2 separate regions of the Sus scrofa genome follow, and region 1 is linked to region 2. The links are chromatin contacts, called in public HiChIP or PLAC-seq maps. All regions are on one chromosome and are shown on one strand. Each heading gives the region's core, a stretch centred on a gene start, on an enhancer-like site or on the middle of the called end of the contact. The rest is flanking DNA. Distances are from core to core; before and after follow the strand shown.

Region 1 (3,266 bases), core at 440-2,939, 69 kb before region 2:
CAGTGACTCTAAAGAATAGGCACATTTTCTCTACTCCCTCCTGTCCTTTCTCTGTTTCCATGAGGTAAACACTTTGCTAATACATGGAGCAAAAATCATAATAATGACCGACATTTCCTGAGTACTTACTCCCGGCCAGGGACTATGCTAAGCAATTTGTATGTCATTTCATTTAATCTCCACAAGAACTTTGTACAACACAGCCTATTTTAATCCCCACTTTACAGATGAGGAAAAATAAAGACACAAAGTAATTTGCCCAAGGTCAGGAGCCAGAACTGAAACTTAGGAAGTGTAACCCAAAGCCATGCTTATTCAGTCTTGTTCACTGACATTCTCTGTGACACAGGGGAACACATCACAAAAGCTGGCTGCCATTATTGGGCTATCAAGGGGAAATTATTGAGACTAACCATAAAGTTTGCACCCCTGGAAATTCCTGGGAATTATAAATCAGCCTTGCTTGCAACTTAGAATTCGGCTCCCCAATTCAAGCTTAATCCATTGTGGGTTAACTGAACAGCATTTTCAGCATCTCAGTGGCCTACAGGAGACTCACCTGAGCTTAGTGCATGCTCCACTTCCTGCATGATCACCCGGGGGGAGGCAGCGGTGGTCTCTGTGTCTATCAGCATAGGGGTCCCTTTGGGGGGCACAGCTGCTTGGGACGTGGTCTCTGTGGGCATCGGCGTGGCTGTGGCATGTGAAGTGGGTGTCTGTCCAGAGCTGTGCTCCTCCTCTGGGGACTTCGGGGTGGTCGGGGCTCCTGTGGGCTTGGTGCTGGTTTCTGTAGAGCTGTTACTGGTGCTGATGGAGGCAGAAGGAACCTCCGCGGTGAGGTTGATGGAGGCGAGGGTGATGAGGTTGGCGCTTGAGGGGAGGTGAGTGCGGGAGACTCGGCCTGGGGTTGCGACCCTGTAGCTGGCACGCTGGCCTCGGGCGTGACCGGGCTGTGTTCCTCCGGCGTGGGTGTTAAATGGAGCCCACCGCTTGTTGATGAGGGGACTGTCTCTGTGCCTGCCGACTGGGAGGCTGGACTCGTGGGCTCCTCCTCTGCTCCGGCCTCTACAGAGACGTTCTTAGTGGGTGGAGATGTCGGGGCCGATGCTATAATCGGGAGGACCGAGGTGCTGGGCGTGCCACTGGTAGGGGAGGCAGGAGGGCTTTGCGGAGTGCTGGTCCAGACGGCCGTTGCAGGGGTGATCTTTGTGGGAAGAAAAACAGGCAAGACTGTTGATGCAGACACACGCTGTACCCTTAGTCCTGTGGAAGAGCCGGTACAAAGGTGGTTAATGTATGAAAACCTGAGCGGCCAAGCTGTTTTATAATATTTTCAAAAGTCTGTCTCATTTGGCACTGTGCCTTTACAATCGTGAAGGTGACTTTTAAAATATTTCCTTCCCACTAACTGCCCCCTCCCCCGCCCTGTGACTATCAGCAGGAACCAGCCTGAAAGCTCAGCAGGAGCAATTAGTGGGTGGGTCAACACAAGTTCAGCCAATACATGACACCAACTAACTTTCTCTCCTGCTGCTTGAAGCTGTGCCCTTAAAAACGGAGACACTCTTAGGAACTGACTATCTGAGGATAAGTCTGGCTTGTTTGCAGGGCTGCTCCACAAGGCTTGTGGGGACTCTCACCCCGTGTGCTGGGTGAGTACAAAGCCGGAGGAGCTCTCTGATTGGCTGTTCTCTGTCAGAGGGGCTCATTGATTGGCTGGTCTCTGACGCGGGCGTTCACTGATTGGTTGTTCCCTGCTTCCGGGTTGTGAGCTCTGCAACCATGCACAGGGATGTTATAGGGACTTGCCTCCCTGGGGTGATTAACAGTGCAAGGAAAGGGCCAGGTCCCAGCTTAAAAGCTGAGGTGAGGGAGGACTCCAAGGTTTGGAAATATTTTCTGAAACTGGAACCTATTATCCCCAATTCTAACCTGGGGTCTTTACTATTCTGTCATTTTCACCAAATAATCTCTTTCATGTTTTGTAAAATTTAGAATGAATTTCCTTTCTCCATACCTCCATTCATCCACTCAGTTTAATTTATTTGTTCATTTATTCATTCAATTATTTAATAAATAGCTTGCTTCTGTGTACTAGCACTCTGGAGGACACTGCGTTGATGATTTCACTTTTTATGTAACACATCTCTTGATTGCCTCCCCACACACCCCCTTACCAGTCCCCAACTAGCTTTTCCCCTAGTCGTTTACATCTCAGTGGATGGCAACGCCTTTCAGTTACTCTTTTAAAAACCCAGATGTTATTCCAGATGCACCCCTTTCCCTCACTCCCCCTACCCCAACCAGTCCATCATGATGAATCATGATGACTTCACCTTGAAAACATATCCCAATCCAATCAACTCTTCACCACCTCCCTGATATGGCAACATCACCTGAGCCACCAGCCACTCGCCTGGACAAGTGCCAGCTAGACAAGTGCCACTGTCTCTTCATTGGTCTTCTGGCTTCGAAGTTTCCTTCCTTTTGATCTACTTTTCACATAGCAGCCAGTACGCTATTTTAAAGTGGTAAATCAGATTAACCTATCAAAACCCTCCCAAGGTTGTACTTAGAACAAAATCCAAAACTACTCCCTATGTCATCATCCCATGTTCTCCTTATTATTCCAGATTGATCTCTACTCAAATGTCACCTCCTTCTCAGAGGAGCCTTTCCAGACAGTCCTAACGACAATCATTCCTACCCTAGCCCCTTGCTTATTTAAAAAATTTTTTTTGATTGTTAAAATATAAATAACATCATAACTATTTTTACGTGTACAGTTCAGTGGCACTAAGTACATTCTCCTTATTGTTCAACTACCACCACCCATCCATCTCCAGAACTTTTTCATTTTCCCAAACTGAAACTCTGAACCCATTAAACAATAACTCTCCATTCTTCTCTTTCTCCAGCCCCTGGAAACCATTATCCTACTTTCCATCTCTACCAATTTGACTGCTTTAGGTACCTCCTACAAATAGAATCATACAATATTTGTCCTTTTGTAACAGGCTTATTTCACTTATTAGCAAAATAGCTTCAAGTTTCATCCGTTATAGTACATCAGAATTTCCTCCCTTTTTAAGGCTGAATAATATTCTGTATACTATATACCACATTTGTTTACCCATTCATTTACTGATGCGAACTTGGGTTGCTTCCACTTTGTGAGTGCTGCTCTGAATATGAATGTACAACTATCTATTTCAGACCATGTTTTCAGTTTAGGGGGGTGTATATACCTCAAAGTGGAACTGATG
Region 2 (3,176 bases), core at 60-2,559:
CAGATACACGGACTACTAGCATGAATCAATGGTTTGTGGATGTGGCCTTGAAATATTCTTTTATCTAAACATAACAGTGTACCGCGCACGCAGGCTGATTTTTCTACCGGTGCCTGATCCACAGTCGGCCTGCATTTTCTGCAAAAATTGGGCACCCTAATCTCAGACTCAAAGCGCTCTTCTGACTCTCTCCTCGGCGCCCACCAGGCCGAGCTCGGTCCTCCCGCTCCTTTCTCCCCAGCTCCCGCCTAGAGGCCGCTGCCGTCCGTGGTCCAGAGACCCGCGCGGTGCGCGTGGGAAGCCATCCCCAAGGAGCCAAGTTAGCAGTTTCTGCCAGGGCACGCATTCGGGGGAGCTCCGGGCCACAGGGTAAAATTGCCACCCCGGCGGTGATAGCGAGCTTAAGCCGCCGGATCCAAGCAGCTGCCTTGGGATTGTTAGCGCCGCATCATCCCCAAGCGTTAACTAGGAAGGGACGCCAGAGGCCAGAGACCAGAGCCCACCAAGTCTGGGGAAAAGCAAACCAGCCCCGCAGGGCGCACGGCCCGAGCATTAGCTTTCCCAGATGCCACCCCTCCCTGATTCTTCTTCTCATCCCTCTCGGGTCCAACCGCGTCAAGAAGTCTGGTGCCCAACTTTGGGCGGGTGTGCTCAGAGACCCGAGAAGCCTCTAGTCGCAGTCAGTGTCGCCAACCCCGGGTTCAAAAGCGTCGCGCAGCCACCTGTTTCCCAAAGCCCGGAGTTCGTGTGAGAGCGAGCGGCGGCCGGAAGAACCCAGTCACCCCCTCAGTCCGGCTCGGCCCAGGAGCTCCCCAAATGCTCATCACCCCAAATCCAAGTGCGCACATATCTCTGCGCAACACCGGAGGCTCGCGCCACTCCGGCTACCGGCGCGACTTACTTCCCGGTCTCCCCGCTCGAGCCCCCGCCCCAGCGCTGGCCGTGCGGCCCGTGTCGCCCCGGCCCTTCCTGGCAGGACGGCGCCCCCAAAATACCTGCTGTGACGATGAAGAGAGCGAAGAGCGTCTTGCGGACCATGGTACCGTGGTGCTTAGTGCCAAACCCGGCGCGGGCGGCAGGAGAGTTTGCCAGGACTGACAGAGCGCACCGGGCGCGGGCGGCTCCTCCTCTGCCCGGTTGGCTACTGTGGGAGCCGGGCGGCCGGGGCGGCTCGGGCGGCGGGAGGGGAAGAGAGGCGAGCGCCGCGCGGCTCCGTCAGCTGCGTATCCTCCGGCGCCCGGCGCGCTTCTGCTCCATCCCAGCCGCGGGAGCCGGGGGCCGCCTCCGCCGCCCGACTGCCGCCGCCAAACCCCTCCCACCCAGGCCCCGCGGCGATGACAAGGCCACCCCTGGCCTTTCCTCTCCCGGCGGCGTTCAGGTCCCGGGAGTCCTGGCCCAGGGCGGCCTCTGCTGGACAGTCGGGGCGGGAGATCCGAGTTTTGAGCGGGTTCAGCGAATGTTTGGGGCCGCTAGGCCTGTGCTGGGAGCTAAGGGAACGCAGTGTAATGGGAGCGGATTTCTGCCCTCAAGAATTTATCTCACCTTTTCTTATGTGGGTGATAACCTTTAAACAGGTTATGCCACCTCCAAGAGCCAAGACCCCACTTCCTAAGAGAACGTATTACATTTCTTTCCAAGTATGAGAACCTTTTCCTTTTCCTTCATTTCTCCGGATGTTCCTGCGTATACATTAAACCTTCGCACACGTTCAACCCCACTGCATTTCCTGGTGCCTAAGTCAGGGTGTCTGTTATCATATTCAGCTTCTTTCTAGAAGAAACAGTATTAATGTCAGGTAACAGTGGTTCATGGGCCCATTCAGAGCCAGGCACCCCATTTCATGTTGTATCGTGATACCTTCCAACGACCCTGGGACATAAGAATTCTTATTCCATTTTGTAGATGAGAAAACTAATGCACAGAGAAGAGAAGTGATGTGCTCAGGATCACATGGCTAGTAAAGACTGAATCCCGTAATTGAAGAGTTTGTGCACCAGGGCATAATACCAAAGGCTGACATTTCCTGAGAATGTCTGCGTGCTGGACGACTGCGCTGTACAGGTATCAACCCAGTCATGGTCTCAGAACAGTCCTTTGATGTGGGCACTCTTATGTCTTCATTTCCAGGGGAGAAAATGAAAGCGTCTGGAGGTTTAAGTACTTGCCCAAGGTCACACAACCAGCTAATGGTACAGATAAAACACATGCCCGCGAACTCTGGGTCATCTCTGTACTATGCTCCTTTTTCAAAGTCCGAAGTCTCTGTGTGTTCACACAGATCAAAGCTGACCCTTCTCTTAATGCTTCCACCACCTTAGAGCTGCTTATTTCTATACCTCAGCCAGACCAGATGCCAGAGCAGCTCCCAATGTATGTATTAGGAGCCCGGTGGTCCCCTAGTCCCTGGAGATGGGATGCTGCAGGAATTAAGGGGCATCCCTAAAGAACTGGTTTGTTCAGGACCATCACTAGCTCTGGAGAAGAGTTTTCTTCTTCTGTGACTTCTTACCTCCTAGAGAGAGCCTCGGGTTTTCTTTTCTCACTCTTTGGGGCCTCCCGGCTTTGTCTGTGATGATATCAGTTCCTCTCACTGACCCCACCATTACCACTTGTCACACTTCCACAGCTGGATTAAACTGAGCTCATAGTGTTTCTTTTGTCTTGGTACATGTATTGATTCTCGGTGAAATGAGGAGTAGAAATATTACAACCAAATGCCCTCCCATCCAACCACCCCGGCCAAAGAAACTGCAAATGCAATTTATTAAACAAGTTCTCTTAATGCTTTTGACCTTCAAGTCCTTCTGGTTTCTTGTGTAATCAGTGTGATTATGAACAATTTCTGCATCTGTGCGGTGGCTGTCATGGGGGCAGGGACCACACACAGATGGAATTTTGTGGGCATATTCTATAAAGCCCTGGTCCTTTTAGAGAGGGCCATTTAAGTAAGTGACTGTGTGACAGAAATAAAGATTTTTCAAAAACACTTCACAGAAAAAACTAATTGAGATTCAACAACACTGTAATGGAATTCCTGAGTAGTGCAAAGGATGTGTGACTGGCTTTGATATCTAAGAGGATGGTCTGGTACCCAAAGGATGGTGATTCCCACACATGAATCAGTTAAAATATCTAAAGCTGTTCATTGTACCCAAATCAGGGTTGAAAATGATTTC

What was found. HiChIP or PLAC-seq counts read pairs in DNA pulled down with a chosen protein or histone mark.
Region 1: an H3K27ac HiChIP or PLAC-seq map of alveolar macrophages shows a contact between it and region 2. The contact joins the enhancer-like site here to the promoter of PARM1 in region 2. A contact is called at or near these places in 1 of 5 promoter capture datasets (liver), 3 of 47 Hi-C or Micro-C datasets (embryonic fibroblasts, liver and skeletal muscle) and 2 of 2 datasets of contacts at active chromatin or transcription factors (alveolar macrophages and skeletal muscle).

Annotation. Positions count from the first base shown.
Region 1 is chr8:70,855,919-70,859,184 of Sscrofa11.1, reverse strand. PARM1 (prostate androgen-regulated mucin-like protein 1) reads right to left here. Exons shown (of 5, transcript NM_001243716.1): 2 at 834-1,263; 3 at 560-831. Among named protein-coding and RNA genes, the nearest start is that of PARM1, 69 kb to the right of the region's middle. Within about 2 kb of position 1,689, at least 29 of the 83 cell types and tissues checked have an H3K27ac peak or open chromatin away from gene starts, as enhancers often do. A contact at or near this core is called in alveolar macrophages and liver, where this site is marked.
Region 2 is chr8:70,786,267-70,789,442 of Sscrofa11.1, reverse strand. PARM1 (prostate androgen-regulated mucin-like protein 1) reads right to left here and starts at 1,309. Exons shown (of 5, transcript NM_001243716.1): 1 at 996-1,309. The coding sequence starts at 1,038.